Linked DNA regions of Mus musculus: region 2 is linked to region 1. A link is a contact called in public Hi-C data. All regions are on one chromosome and are shown on one strand. Each heading gives the region's core, a stretch centred on a gene start, on an enhancer-like site or on the middle of the called end of the contact. The rest is flanking DNA. Distances are from core to core; before and after follow the strand shown. Region 1 has its middle 35 kb from the start of Tbl1xr1. Region 2 overlaps Tbl1xr1 (transducin (beta)-like 1X-linked receptor 1).

Region 1 (6,217 bases), core at 2,384-4,883:
CGCCCTTGCTAATATTTGCTAAAGCTTGCTTCAAATTTGTCTCAATATTTGTGGTAGTGGTGTTATTCTTGCTTTGTGGAATTAACATTTTCTGGAGGCCCCAGCGAGATCAGACCACCCAATCCAAAGTTGAAAGCCAGATTTGGGGCTAAGAGCCCATGTCAGGAAGTGTATACCTTGAGATGTTTTAAGGTTTTGGCTTTCAGTTTTTCAGACTATCAGAGTGAACTGCCATGTTGAGAAAAGCAGCAAGCATCTACAGAGGCATCTCCTGGTAAGTCACATCTGGTTCTGTTCTGTGGAATTCCAATCTGGGACTTGGAGGCGTTCAACAGGACCTAAATACTCTCCAATCTAGGGCAAAAAGCAAGATGTTACCTGCCTGTCTGCTGCTTGGTTCTGGATGTTTGGAAAGTTTTTTCTGTTTTGGGGGTTTTTGTTTGTTTTTGTTTTTTAATGTGTGTTTACTGGTGTGTTTTATATGTTTTGTTGCAAACATAGGAGCAAAGACAGATATGGATCAGGAACAGCTGAATTTATGAATGATGGTGGCCACTACATGTTTGCTTTCTGACCGGTCTCCTTTGAGTGTGTGAGCTTTCTGTTCTGTTTCTATTGGTTTGTTTTTGCTATCTCTGCTGCTGCCAGGCACTACTGATAATACTACTTGCCATTGCTGATTTGATGGCAAGGGCTCAAAATTTACCACTGAGCTTTCTAGTCACTGGATTCAGTTTAGCAGGGATTAAAGTGTCTTTTGGGTGTTGGTAATAGTTGTTTTATGCTGTTCTTTATTAAAAAGCTGACTCTGAGGGCTGGCGAGATGGCTAAGTGGTTAAGAGCGCCGACTGCTCTTGCTCTTCTGAAGGTCCCGAGTTCAAATCCCAGTAACCACATGGTGGCTCACAACCATCCGTAACGAAATCTGATGCCCTCTGAGGATAGCTACAGTGTACTTACATATAATAAATAAATAAATCTAAAAAAAAAGAAAAAAAGAAAAAAAAGAAAGCTGACTCTGAAGTTAGGATATGGTTCTTTCTTCTCTAGACCCAAGGATACTTATCTAAAAGTTTCCTCTATGCCAGGCATGCCACTTGAGTCTGTGACTGAGAGAAGAAAGGAAAGTAGAACGCAAAAACAAAACAAAAACAAAAAACCTGGTTTCATTTAACTGCATAAAACTTTGCGGAGACATAAATCTTGACTCAAGATTTATAAGACTATTATGTGAACTTTTTTTACCTCAATATTTATTGGTATTGTTAAAATCTATAACAAAAAAAGTTAGTTTAATCTTGTAGCATAGAGGGGTTGATGGTTAAAAATTTATATGTAGATAATTTTAAAGGAACCATGTGCTATGATGTCACCCTGGAGAGGGTGGAATTCATGTGACTTCATCACCATCCTGATTAAAGGTAATCACATTATATAAACCAACCAAGACAACTCCAAGATATTTTAGATTAGGATGGGTTTGTATGATAATTCTTGTCCTGAAAACAACGTCATAAAAACAAGGTTTATAAAAGATAGAATTTAAAAACCATGTTTGTTTAATAAGGTATTAAAACTTTGCCTCCATGTGTTCATACACAAGAACATACCTCTTGCTGGCAGCTGAATGTTTTCATGTAAGAGTCATCCCGGAGGTATTTGTTTTAAAGACAGGAAGGGGTCTTGGAGAGCAGCTGAGGCTTGGCACTATGTGGCAGGGCTGCAGTTCCTAAAGGGAGCCTAGGAGAGGGACCCCAGCAGTTTAGGAGATGCTGTTGTCATGTGATGGTCACCTGAGGCAATAGTTGCAATGAAATGCAGCCTGCTGGGGCCTAGAAGATAGACTGTATGTGCTGAAAGGGTGGGGCTACAGAGGTGACCCAAGATCCTTAGGGAAACCCAGAGGATTGTGAGTGGCTCCCAGATATTGATCATTGAGTTGTTTGTACTTTTGAAGATTTTTTTTGTTGTGTCCTGTTTCTTTCTTGAAGGAAAAAAAAAGATACTTTAAAATGGGTACTTATTTTATTTTATTTTATTTTGGTATTGCAGGGGCCAGCAGTTGAGATATTTTAAACTTCTTTAAAAGGAAATCTTGGAGTTTTTCAGAAAATTTAAATGAAAAAAAAAACCTGATATTTTCTTTAAATATTTAAATTTATAAGGCTATGGTATATTTTATGTCTAAAATGTTTTATATTGCTGGGCGTGGTGGCGCACGCCTTTAATCCCAGCACTTGGTAGGCAGAGGCAGGCAGATTTCTGAGTTCAAAGCCAGCCTGGTCTACAAAGTGAGTTCCAGGTCAGCCAGGGCTATACAGAGAAACCCTGTCTCGAAAAAAAAAAAAAAAAAAAAAAAAAACAAACAAACAAAAAAAGTTTTATATTATGATGTCTTTATTAATATGTAATCTTGAAAATAAAATAAAAGACCAAATATTTAGGGACTTAGCAATGAGAACCAACCACAAAACATTAGAAACTGGGATATTCATATCTTATGATGCAGCAAGACATGACCTAAGCAGTCTGGCAGAGTCTATAGACTGTTTCTTCTTACCAAAGGTATATTAGACTAACAGAAACCGATTTAAAAATGCATGTCTAACCTCTTTGTCTTTGCTAATTTTGCTAAGTTGTAGGTATTTTGATAAGCTGAATCATATAATTAACTGTGCAATTTTATAATTGCATACTCTAAAAGGATCACAAAGTAAAGTTGCCAATCTCCCCATGGAATGTATTTATGATTTAAAGTTTTATTTTGTTACTAAAAAACTTCAATCTAGAAATTGTTATTTTGCCGGGCAGTAGTGGTGCCTGTAATCCCAGCACTTGGGAGACAGAGGCAGGCGGATTTCTGAGTTCGAGGCCAGCTTGGTCTACATAGTCATCTCCAGGACAGCCAGGGTTACACAGAGAAACACTATCTCGAAAAAACAAACAAACAAACAAACAAACAAAAACCCCAAAAACAAAAACAAAAAACCAAACCAAAACAAAAAAAAATTGGCATTTTTTTTAAAGGCTCAAACTTAATAAATAAAGTTGAAATTTTAATCTTATAAAAGATACGAACTTATGTAAACTGTTCAAGATAGTTAAGACATGCAACTTAATGGATGTCGTGTCACAAATGATCAAATTCTTTAATGTTCTCAGAACTCACTTATAGTCAGCCTAACTTCAGATGTAATCCATTTACAGAGACAAACTTTATTTGGCTTTTTGTCTGTTTTCAAGGTTAAGACTAAAACTAGTAAACTAAAACCAAAGTTTGTTTAAAAATCATGTATACTTAATAGAACATGGCCTTCAAGCTCTTCAGAGATCTGCTGAATACAGCATTTAAAGTACTTAAAGGAAAAGGCTTCCTGTGATAGACAGAAATGCCAGCTCCTAGAAGCAAGCCTTACTTTCCAAGTAAGCAAAGTAGGGTACAAACTGGATTGTAGCTAACTACTAAGCAAAAGTGTACATGCTTCACCCACCAACAAGACTCTGCCCAAACTGTGGACAAGCAGGACACTGGAGAGATGATTGTCCCGCTGTGTCTAGGCAAGGTACACCAGGTGTCTACACAGGAGACTCAGAGTTTCTGCGCCTGGCAGCGGAAGACTGACACTTCACGGAAGCCTCTGCCTTTGATGAAGCCATCAAAACCAAGGGAGACTAGGGTAATCCCCTAGGTACTTGGTTAGTCTTTGTCATTTTAATTAATACATAGGCCATTTGGATTAGGCTCTCAGCTATAATTTATCCTTCTCAAATCTCTGATGGCCCTGGCAGCTCGGATGACTAGGTTTGACAGAAACAAGCGGCTTCTTCCCCAAGGCTGCAAGCTACCTTATTGGTTTGTTTTATATGAAAAGATCAGGCTTTGCTTTTTCTGGAGCTACTAGGTCTCCTGCTGAGAAAGAAAGACAGTTTTGCCTTGATAATAGGCTTCCTGTTAACAGATAAACAGGTCTCAAATGTAACTTTATGAATTTGCTTTGCAATGATTATTCTCAGTAACTTGTGTCTCATGGTAAATGGTTGGATAAAAAAGATTTTAAGTATATGTAAGTTTGGAGGATCTAAGAAAAATGTTCTAAGGTGTGTAAAGGTCTCCGAATGTGGAATCTTAAGTCATTTCTGAGGGTCTAAGGAACTGTTTTGAGTTGTATAAGTACAAGTCCTAAAGGTATAAGAAAAGTAATTTAAGGTAATAAATGTTTCCGTTTTCTTTCCTTCTTCTATGCTATTATACTAAGATTTCAAAAGTTCAGAGTTTTAATATTGATCAATAGAGTACTTGTTGCGGGAAATATTAAAAAACAAACAAACAAACAAACAAACAAAAAACCACCTTCTTGGCAACTCTCCATCCTGGCAGGCCTGCTTTTATGGTAAGACTCTCTTGCCTGGAGCTACCAAAACATCTCCATCCAGCTCGATAGGTTCCCACTAGAGTGTCGCTACCACACCAGCCCCATGCTTGAAATCCCCCACGGCCTTTGTGGTGTACCTCAGGCAAACCCACGCTTTGCCACGGTACCTTTCTCTCTTGAACCCAGATGAGCCACTGTGTGAAGGAAAACTCAACATAAACTTAGTTCAGAAATGACAATGGTAACTCAAGCACTGGGTGCAACAACTAAAATCCTCACTTGTAAACCTTATTAAATCTAAATCTTCTGGTGGCAAATCCTGACGAATCCGCTGTTGAAACCGAGAGACATTCATAATTTCATCTTGTCCTGACACTATCCCTGTCCCAAAAAAGGCCTAACTCTCCTTTTCTTCCTCTGTCCAAACTGTAAGTTCCGCCTACTCGCCCAGTGATTGGCTCCTTTATTCATTAGGGGATTGGTTCACAAGAAGTCACCTGGTTATGACTCCCTCCTTGTCCAAAGTCCCTCCCAGGAGAGCAAAATTAGCATCAAACTACAAAGTAAGTTCCAGGACAGCCAGGGCTATACAGAGAAACCCTGTCTCGAAAAAAAACAAAAACCAACCAAACAAACAGCACCAGGGCTATCCACAACAAGTACTTATAAGCTGGTAAAGGACTTACTATTGTCAGTCGCAAGCACAAGATTTCAAATTTCCTTCAGTAGTTTTCTAAGTATAGACTTAAAGGTACTTCTCATTAGGCTATAAGCATCAGTGTCCAATCTGTATACATCCATCCTTCTGGAGAGAGAAAAGAATGTTCATTCGTTTTAACCCAGTGCCATAGCTTTCACTATGACTCAAAGGAGTGAGTTTACTCCAGCTGTCTTACAAACACCTGTTAGCTTTTCAAAAACATGGATTTCAGAGCAGTGGTGATGCTAATATATCTAAAACTTTTATCTCTTTTTGTAAACTAAAAAAAATGATGCAAGCTTTATGGAGTTGAGGGAGTCATAAGACTTGGATTCACCTCTCAAAAGTCAAATGGACTCCAGATAAGTATGGCCTAAGTTTTCCCACTTATGCATTTCTGAGCTGAGGGTGTGATCTCTCTTTCTGCCCTAGTCTTAGGTGTTCTCCCCCCAACCCCAAGCTATCAGGACGATGGTCTTGAAAGTTCCAAATTTAAGATTTCCCTTAAAGTTCCTAAACTTTTAACTTCAGTCCTTGGTTTATATCTATCTCACCAGATTTCTGCTTGGCTGAAAGACACAATTCAGGAATCAGCTGCACACTATAAACTGCTCCGAATGGCTGTTTGCCCTGGGCTTGCTGAAAGCTGATGTGAACCAGTCCAACTGACATCACTGCTCCATGCCTCTTCACCTGGGTCTGCTAACTAGCTGCTTCTGATAAATGCCCATTGCCTGAACCGCCTCCAGACCTTCAACTACTATTCTGTCTTCCTGGACACGGACAATGTTGTGGCATCTTAATTTCAGAAGGAAACTGTTGCAGAAGGGAGCATATTACCCCTTACAAAAGGCTGAAATGTTAGGTCAAAAGGAAAGTCTCTGTTATAGGGGACAAAATGGTGTTGTTTGCCGGCCTGTGGCCTACATGAACTGGGTACACCTGGGAGGCAGGCTGGGGCTGAAAGAGACTTAGACTTCGAGAGAAGATAATGGAGCCAAGACAACATTCTGATCAAGGCCTGAGAGTTTACTAAGAGAGTGTGCTTGGGGGGAGGGGGGGGAGGCCCATCCCACCCCCTCCCACCCCACCAGTCATTCTTGGTGTCTGGAGCCTGTAGGCGACTTGCAGGATAGGACGTGCC
Region 2 (6,217 bases), core at 2,162-4,661, 150 kb before region 1:
GTACGGCAGTGATTGGGATGTAAAGTGAACAAATAAATTAATGGAAAGAAAATAATAATAATAATAATAGTATCAGTAGGATATGGGGAAGGACCTTTGCATGACATGTTTCTTAGGGTTTTACTGTGAACAGACACCATGACCAAGGCAACTCTTACAAGGACAACATTTAATTGAAACTGGCTTATAGGATCAGAGACTCAGTCCACTTTCATCAAGATGGCTACATTGCAGCATCCAGGCAGACATGGTGCAGGAGGAACTGAGAGTTCTACATCTTCATCCAAAGGCTGCTAGCAGAATACTGACTTCCCAGCATCTAGGATGAGAGTCTTAAGCTCACACCCACAGTGACAACCTACTCCAACAGGGCCACACCTTTAAATAGTGCCACCCCTGGGCCAAGCATATACAAACCATCAAAGCATGGAAACCAATTAACATGCTATTAGTTGTGAAGATTGTACTCGAGAGACGAAATTCTAAACGTAAACTTAAGATGGATTTTTCAATCTTCTAGGCAAACTAGCCTGATTAAAAAAAAATTAAATGAATTGTGAAATATTCAAAAGAAAGAAAATTGTGTAACGAAGAACTTCAGCTAGGAATGCTAAACTGAATATTACCATAAAAGTGCCTGCCATGTTCCTGGGCCCCTGGCAACCCAAGGAAATACTAGGGAACAGTCAGTCCTAAGACAGGCCCGGCAGTGTAAGTCCTTTAGGACTACAAACCTAACCCAAAATGTACCCAACACATGGAAGGCCTGTTTATTAGTATGGTCACATTTTACACACTTAGGGGAAGCTACAAAAAGTAATTTCCCAGTGTGGTACATTTTAAAACTTTTAGAGCTAAAATAAAAAATTCTCTCTTCTGTTTTTTTTTTTAAGAAGTTCATTTAGATCCTATAATTTTGAAAAGAATAATTTATTATTAGTATTTCATATTTCTTACTTTTCTCGTTGACAAGTGGCATTTTAATGACTTTACTGAGATGTAATTCATCCATTTTAAGTGTTTCAGTCAACGGTGTTCAGAGAATTTCATTAGTTTTAAATTTTGTGACCAAATACACTATGGTGGTTGAATAAGAATGCCCCCCACCATAGGCTCAAATATTTGAATACAGAATCAACCAGGAAGTAGAACTCTTTGAAAGGATTAGACCACGTAGCACTGTTGGGGAAAGTGTGTCACTGGGCTTGGGCTCTGAGGTGTCAAAAGCCCCTGTTAGTTCCTGTCTCCCTATAGGCCCATAGATTAGGGTGTGACTCTAAGCTACTTCTCTAGCACCATGCTTGCCTACAACCATGCTTCATATCACAGTAACTGGCTAAACCTCTGAAACTGTAAGCAAGGACCCAATTAAATGGTTTATTTTTTTTAAAGTTGCCTAGGTCATGGTGTCTCTTTGTAGCAATGACTAAGACGCACATACCAAAACTTTAGTTATACATATACAAATTTGGAGTATTATTGATATTCAGTTTGTTAGTCAGATAAGGCTAGAGACTGTGATTGGGCAGTGGAAGAGAAAGAGGAGAAAGTTTTAGAGAGGGAACAGAGAGACAGAGAGAGATGGAGATGAGGAGACAAGATGGAACCTATAGGAGAAGATGATCCAGATCCACGTGACCTAAAGAACCACAGTATCATACAACAATAAAGTGATTAATATAGGGTACCTGACCCATACAGGTGTGGAAACTGTATTTATACCAATGGAGTTCTGAGGTTTTGTGTGGGCATTTTGGGGTTTTACGATTTACTGTTATAAATCTGGCTGACAGTTTATAAGCCTCTGTAGTTTTCATTATAAGGGGCTGGGGGGTTAGAGCCAGCTCCAAACCAGTTTGTGGTACGTGCTGACAATCTGTCTTAAAAACAAGTAACAAGGAACAATTAAGGTACAGATTAATTATGGACTTCATCTACATTAAGAACATCCAACACGGAGCATGTACCTATAAGCTAGGAACACCCTGAAGCTGAGATCAGTAAAGTCTGCACACCCTGTGATGAAAACAAAACATAGCAAAAGCAAAGATAAACCACAGAAGAAGAGAAATTGTCCCTGTGTAACTAATGAGTGACTTGTGTGAAGAAAACATATATAACAAAAGGAGAAGAAGGGAGACAGCTCAAGAGAGAAATCCCCTGCTATGTAGGAAACATGAAGATGAGTTTGGATGCCCAGAACCAAAACACAGAAGTCAGACATGGTAGTGTGTACTTGCAACCTCAGCACTGAGGAGGTTGAGATAAGAAGGTTCTTGGAGCTTGTCACCCAGTCAGGGCAGTCAAAATAAAGAGACCCTGCTTCAAAAACTAATGTGCACAGTAATAGATGAAGACTCCTGACCACCTGATATCGACCTTTTGGCCTCCATATATACCTGCACTCCCTCCCCTTTCCCCACATTCTACTTCCTTAGGAAAATAGTCAAATTAGAACCACAGTAAGATACAATCACAAAAATATTCACATTGGCTATAATTAAAAATAGGGTTATACACTTAGGTCTAGAAAGTATACACAGACACCTGATGGTCTATAGCTGGTGAAACTAAATTGCTTTAGAAAACAATTTCAGTTCTGAGCAATGCAGTTTATTTTACTACTTGTTATTCTAAGAAATAAAATTGCATGCTCATTTAAAGACGATTGAAAGTTTATAGTTCTTTTTTCTGTAATAAGACCAAATAGAAGATACTAGTTTACTTCAGTAGTGGGCAAACACACTAGATAGGCCATCCAAAGAGACCTTGCCAGCAAAAGAAAGTACGGAATAAGTGTCTGTTACAACACAGTAGAATGAGAGGCCAGAGTCCCCCAAATCAAATATACCTGCGATTCTGTATAGACATCATGGACTAATCTTGGCTGACTACTGTGATTGCCTGGAGAATGAGGCAATCCATAGAAGGTCAGGAGAGAAGCCTGATGCTAACAGGTGCACCTTTCTCTTCAGTGCGATGGTTTCCATGTGTATACATGTGTAATCACTTCAAGATAAATACAATCAGTCCATATCTCAACTCCTCCTCAGCAGAACTTTGTTAAAGTACAACTTATTTAAAACAGTTCAGTTCCTTCCCACTCTTCTTCTTCCTCCCCTAGCTAACTCCTTTCTAGCAAGTTCTTGTTTCCTTGTCTTTTGGTCCCCATCTGAACGAGTATCCTATCCCTTAGTCCAGCTCCCATAACACACACCTGCATACACGGGGCAAGGTCAAACAGACAAACAGGCTTAGTCTATTTCTCAGTAAGCTCTGGTTCAAAGTCTGAGAGAACACACTGAGAAATACCTCCAACGGTTGTCTTTCTTTCCACTGTGGCTAAGCATTCCCCCCACCCCCAACTCCTTTAACTTTATATCACTTCTAAGAAGGAGGAGGAAACATGTGGTGCTAGCCAGAGACGGAGGAAAACTCTAGCTGGGGAAGGACTAGAAGTCAGGCTGAAAGTGCAGAAGAGGTAAACAGCGCATTAGTGTGGAGACTCTAAACACTCTTAACACTGTCTGCAAACCACTTTACTTTCTTCGCCTAGTTGGGTTGCTTGGTCTCACTTCGGGCTCTTCGTACATAGCTGTTCATTCCTAAAACATGAAGATGATAACTACAGCCTCGTGGTCAGCTACAGGGTAAATGCTCAGAGCACAAGTCTCAAAGCAGCAAGTATTATCTGGCACTGCTAAAACTACTACCCTGACAGCCTTTCCTTCCATCAAGAAATTCCCTGAGAAGCCAGACACAATGATGCACACCTACACTCCCCGTACTCTGGAGGCTGAGGAAGAGGAAGGAGCAGTGATGTGGGTCGGAAGCTAGCCTACATAGCAAGAGGTTCCTCCTTGCCTTCTCAGACACTGTGGTTCCAGGCTGAAGGCAATGAAGGCACTGAGCTGCATGCCCAGGGTACTTCCTGTACATCACACAGGAAGAAACCCAAGAGACACGGAGAATACCCATCCTTTATTTCACAGACAAGAGAGGTCAGACCTAGACAAATCAATCTAAAATGCACAAGATGGCAGCAACATGTGAGCAGTAAGCAGTTTAATTTATTCCAAGGCATTTTTTTCTTGTCCTTGCAATAAATAAATAGCTATCAAAAGCCCTCATTTACATATAGTGAAAGTGTAGCTATAAAGGTGAAGTGACCTGAGAGCTTATCAAGTGGAGAAAGTACATTTATAGCCAGATCTTTCGACTCTACAGTGCTACCCTCGCTCCATCTTCCAACTTTACATCGCACTCTAATTACACAACCTGGTTGCTTTCTTAGGGTACATATCTTAAAAACAAAAACAAAAAGAAACCCTGCTGATCCTCTGAGGAGAAAGCTATGGAATGCCTCCCAAGAAACCAGCACCAAGAACACTGCCTGATCCTTGAGGCCCTGCGTGAATTCTGAAGAGCTCGCTCATCAGCTGATTTACCTGAATGGAAAGGAAACTGCTGCTTGGCTTCACCAGTATGCGCATCCCAAATGATGGTGGTCTGAGATTAAAAGGAGAAGAAAAGTTAAAGAGTGTCTGAACAGCAGAATGGACACCTGACTGTATCAAGGCGGAAGGATGCTGTGTAGTGAACTCCACAGGCAATGTTTTTATTCCTCACAGCAGCCCAGGAAAAAGGATCATGATGCAGCTTCACTTTTCTGTGGTGGTTTCTCGCCAACTTATTTCCTACAACAACTCTTGTTTGTCAACAAAGAGTCTGCATTGAATTAGACTATTTAATGGCTATCACTGCAATGGTGCAAGATTTTCCAGCTCAGGAGTTATAAGGAGGAAAGTGCTTGTTATAGTAAAATCACCACTAAAAGATTTCTTTTACTTGGACCTCCTATGAACCCCCCGCCCCCGCCCCCAAAGGCCGTTTACATTTTGATACCACTTAAAGCAGGTCGTGAAACTGCTTATGAAAGTGCCAAGTGCTGGCTTTTCCCGAATCCTTCATCTCCCTTTTAAAAGTGTTCACTGAAAATATGAGTCTCAGCCAGTTCCTGTCTCCTTCCCCAGCACTACCCAACTGATTAAGAGCCTGGGCGTTGCTGATGGAAACAGCCACGGCTGCCCCTGAGAAAGCCTGAGAAGCACCAAGAACTTCATTCCATGCTTCACGAGAGTCAAACCCCAGAAGAAAATGAGGAACGGTCATAGCAACACAGATACAATGAGCAGACTCAGGAAAACAAGTAGACAATATAAGACATTTCTAGTACTGTGACAAATTCATGCTTGAACGAACTCAAGTCTGCTTCAGTGATTAGCAGGAAAGAAAAAAATATTACTTTCAAATATATTCTTGATAGAGCTTGGCTGAATGTTCATTTACCTTATCTACGCCAGCACTTAGGATGAAATTTCCTTTCTTATTCCATTTTAATGCAAATATAGGACCTTTATGCTGCCCCAAGGTGCTGGCAAGATTACCTAAATTAAAAACAAACAAACACACACATTAAAATTACTTCAAACTTTTAAATTTAGAACATCAATAAAGTTAGAAAATGTCATACCATCTTTAGTCCATATTCTGGCAAATCCATCATATGACCCAGTTGCTAGAAGTGTACCTTCACTCTGGCAGAGAAACACATTTTGTTTATTACACAACTCAAAAGGCCATTTAATTACTACACACATGTTGCCTGTTTAAGTCCCAGGCACAAAAGACCCTGATCTATGTGTAAGTGCCAACAAAGGCTGGCAAACCCCCACCCCCTAATGAAGGCGGTGTTCTCGGACAGGCCAATCCCAGTGTGTGCACCGGCAGGAAGTGCTGTGGAGCAGGACTGCAGTCCCTATGCAGAACATTTTCACAGGTGACCATGAGTGAGGATGGGGCAAGTGTAGACCAGGAAGGACAACATAAAAATGATACCATGAGAATGCTTTTTATAAGAAGTAAAAAGCAAAGCCTACAATTCACTCCTAAATTCTGATTAGGATTTTAGGAATATGGGGCCAGATTGAAGCTAAAATTGGGATCTAATTTCAAGATTATATAATGCCAAGTCCTCAAATGTCTTCATTCACAGACCATTTATGCAAGAACAAAACACTCACATTCCAATCTAGAGACGTGACATCCTTGTTACTGGGCACGTCCTGCCCTCCTTCCCGTATGCAGTGTCTAAGCACGAGCTGCGTAGGGCCACTCGTGCTGTTCTCACTGAGGTTCCAGATTCTTGCCGTGGAGT

The links. A called contact is a pair of places that touch in the nucleus more often than the background predicts.
Region 2: a contact with region 1 is called in a Hi-C map of regulatory T cells, with 3 times the contacts expected there. The contact joins two enhancer-like sites. A contact is called at or near these places in 1 of 484 Hi-C or Micro-C datasets (regulatory T cells), 1 of 115 datasets of contacts at active chromatin or transcription factors (embryonic stem cells) and 2 of 9 other capture datasets (adipose tissue and pancreatic islet).

Annotation. Positions count from the first base shown.
Region 1 is chr3:22,038,242-22,044,458 of GRCm38.p6, reverse strand. No RefSeq gene overlaps it. Among named protein-coding and RNA genes, the nearest start is that of Tbl1xr1, 35 kb to the left of the region's middle. Within about 2 kb of position 3,633, at least 20 of the 459 cell types and tissues checked have an H3K27ac peak or open chromatin away from gene starts, as enhancers often do. A contact at or near this core is called in regulatory T cells, where this site is marked.
Region 2 is chr3:22,191,400-22,197,616 of GRCm38.p6, reverse strand. It overlaps Tbl1xr1 (transducin (beta)-like 1X-linked receptor 1), which reads right to left. Exons shown (of 16, transcript NM_030732.3): 7 at 6,084-6,217; 8 at 5,534-5,597; 9 at 5,350-5,447; 10 at 4,449-4,509. Among named protein-coding and RNA genes, the nearest start is that of Tbl1xr1, 120 kb to the right of the region's middle. Within about 2 kb of position 3,411, at least 6 of the 459 cell types and tissues checked have an H3K27ac peak or open chromatin away from gene starts, as enhancers often do. A contact at or near this core is called in regulatory T cells, where this site is marked.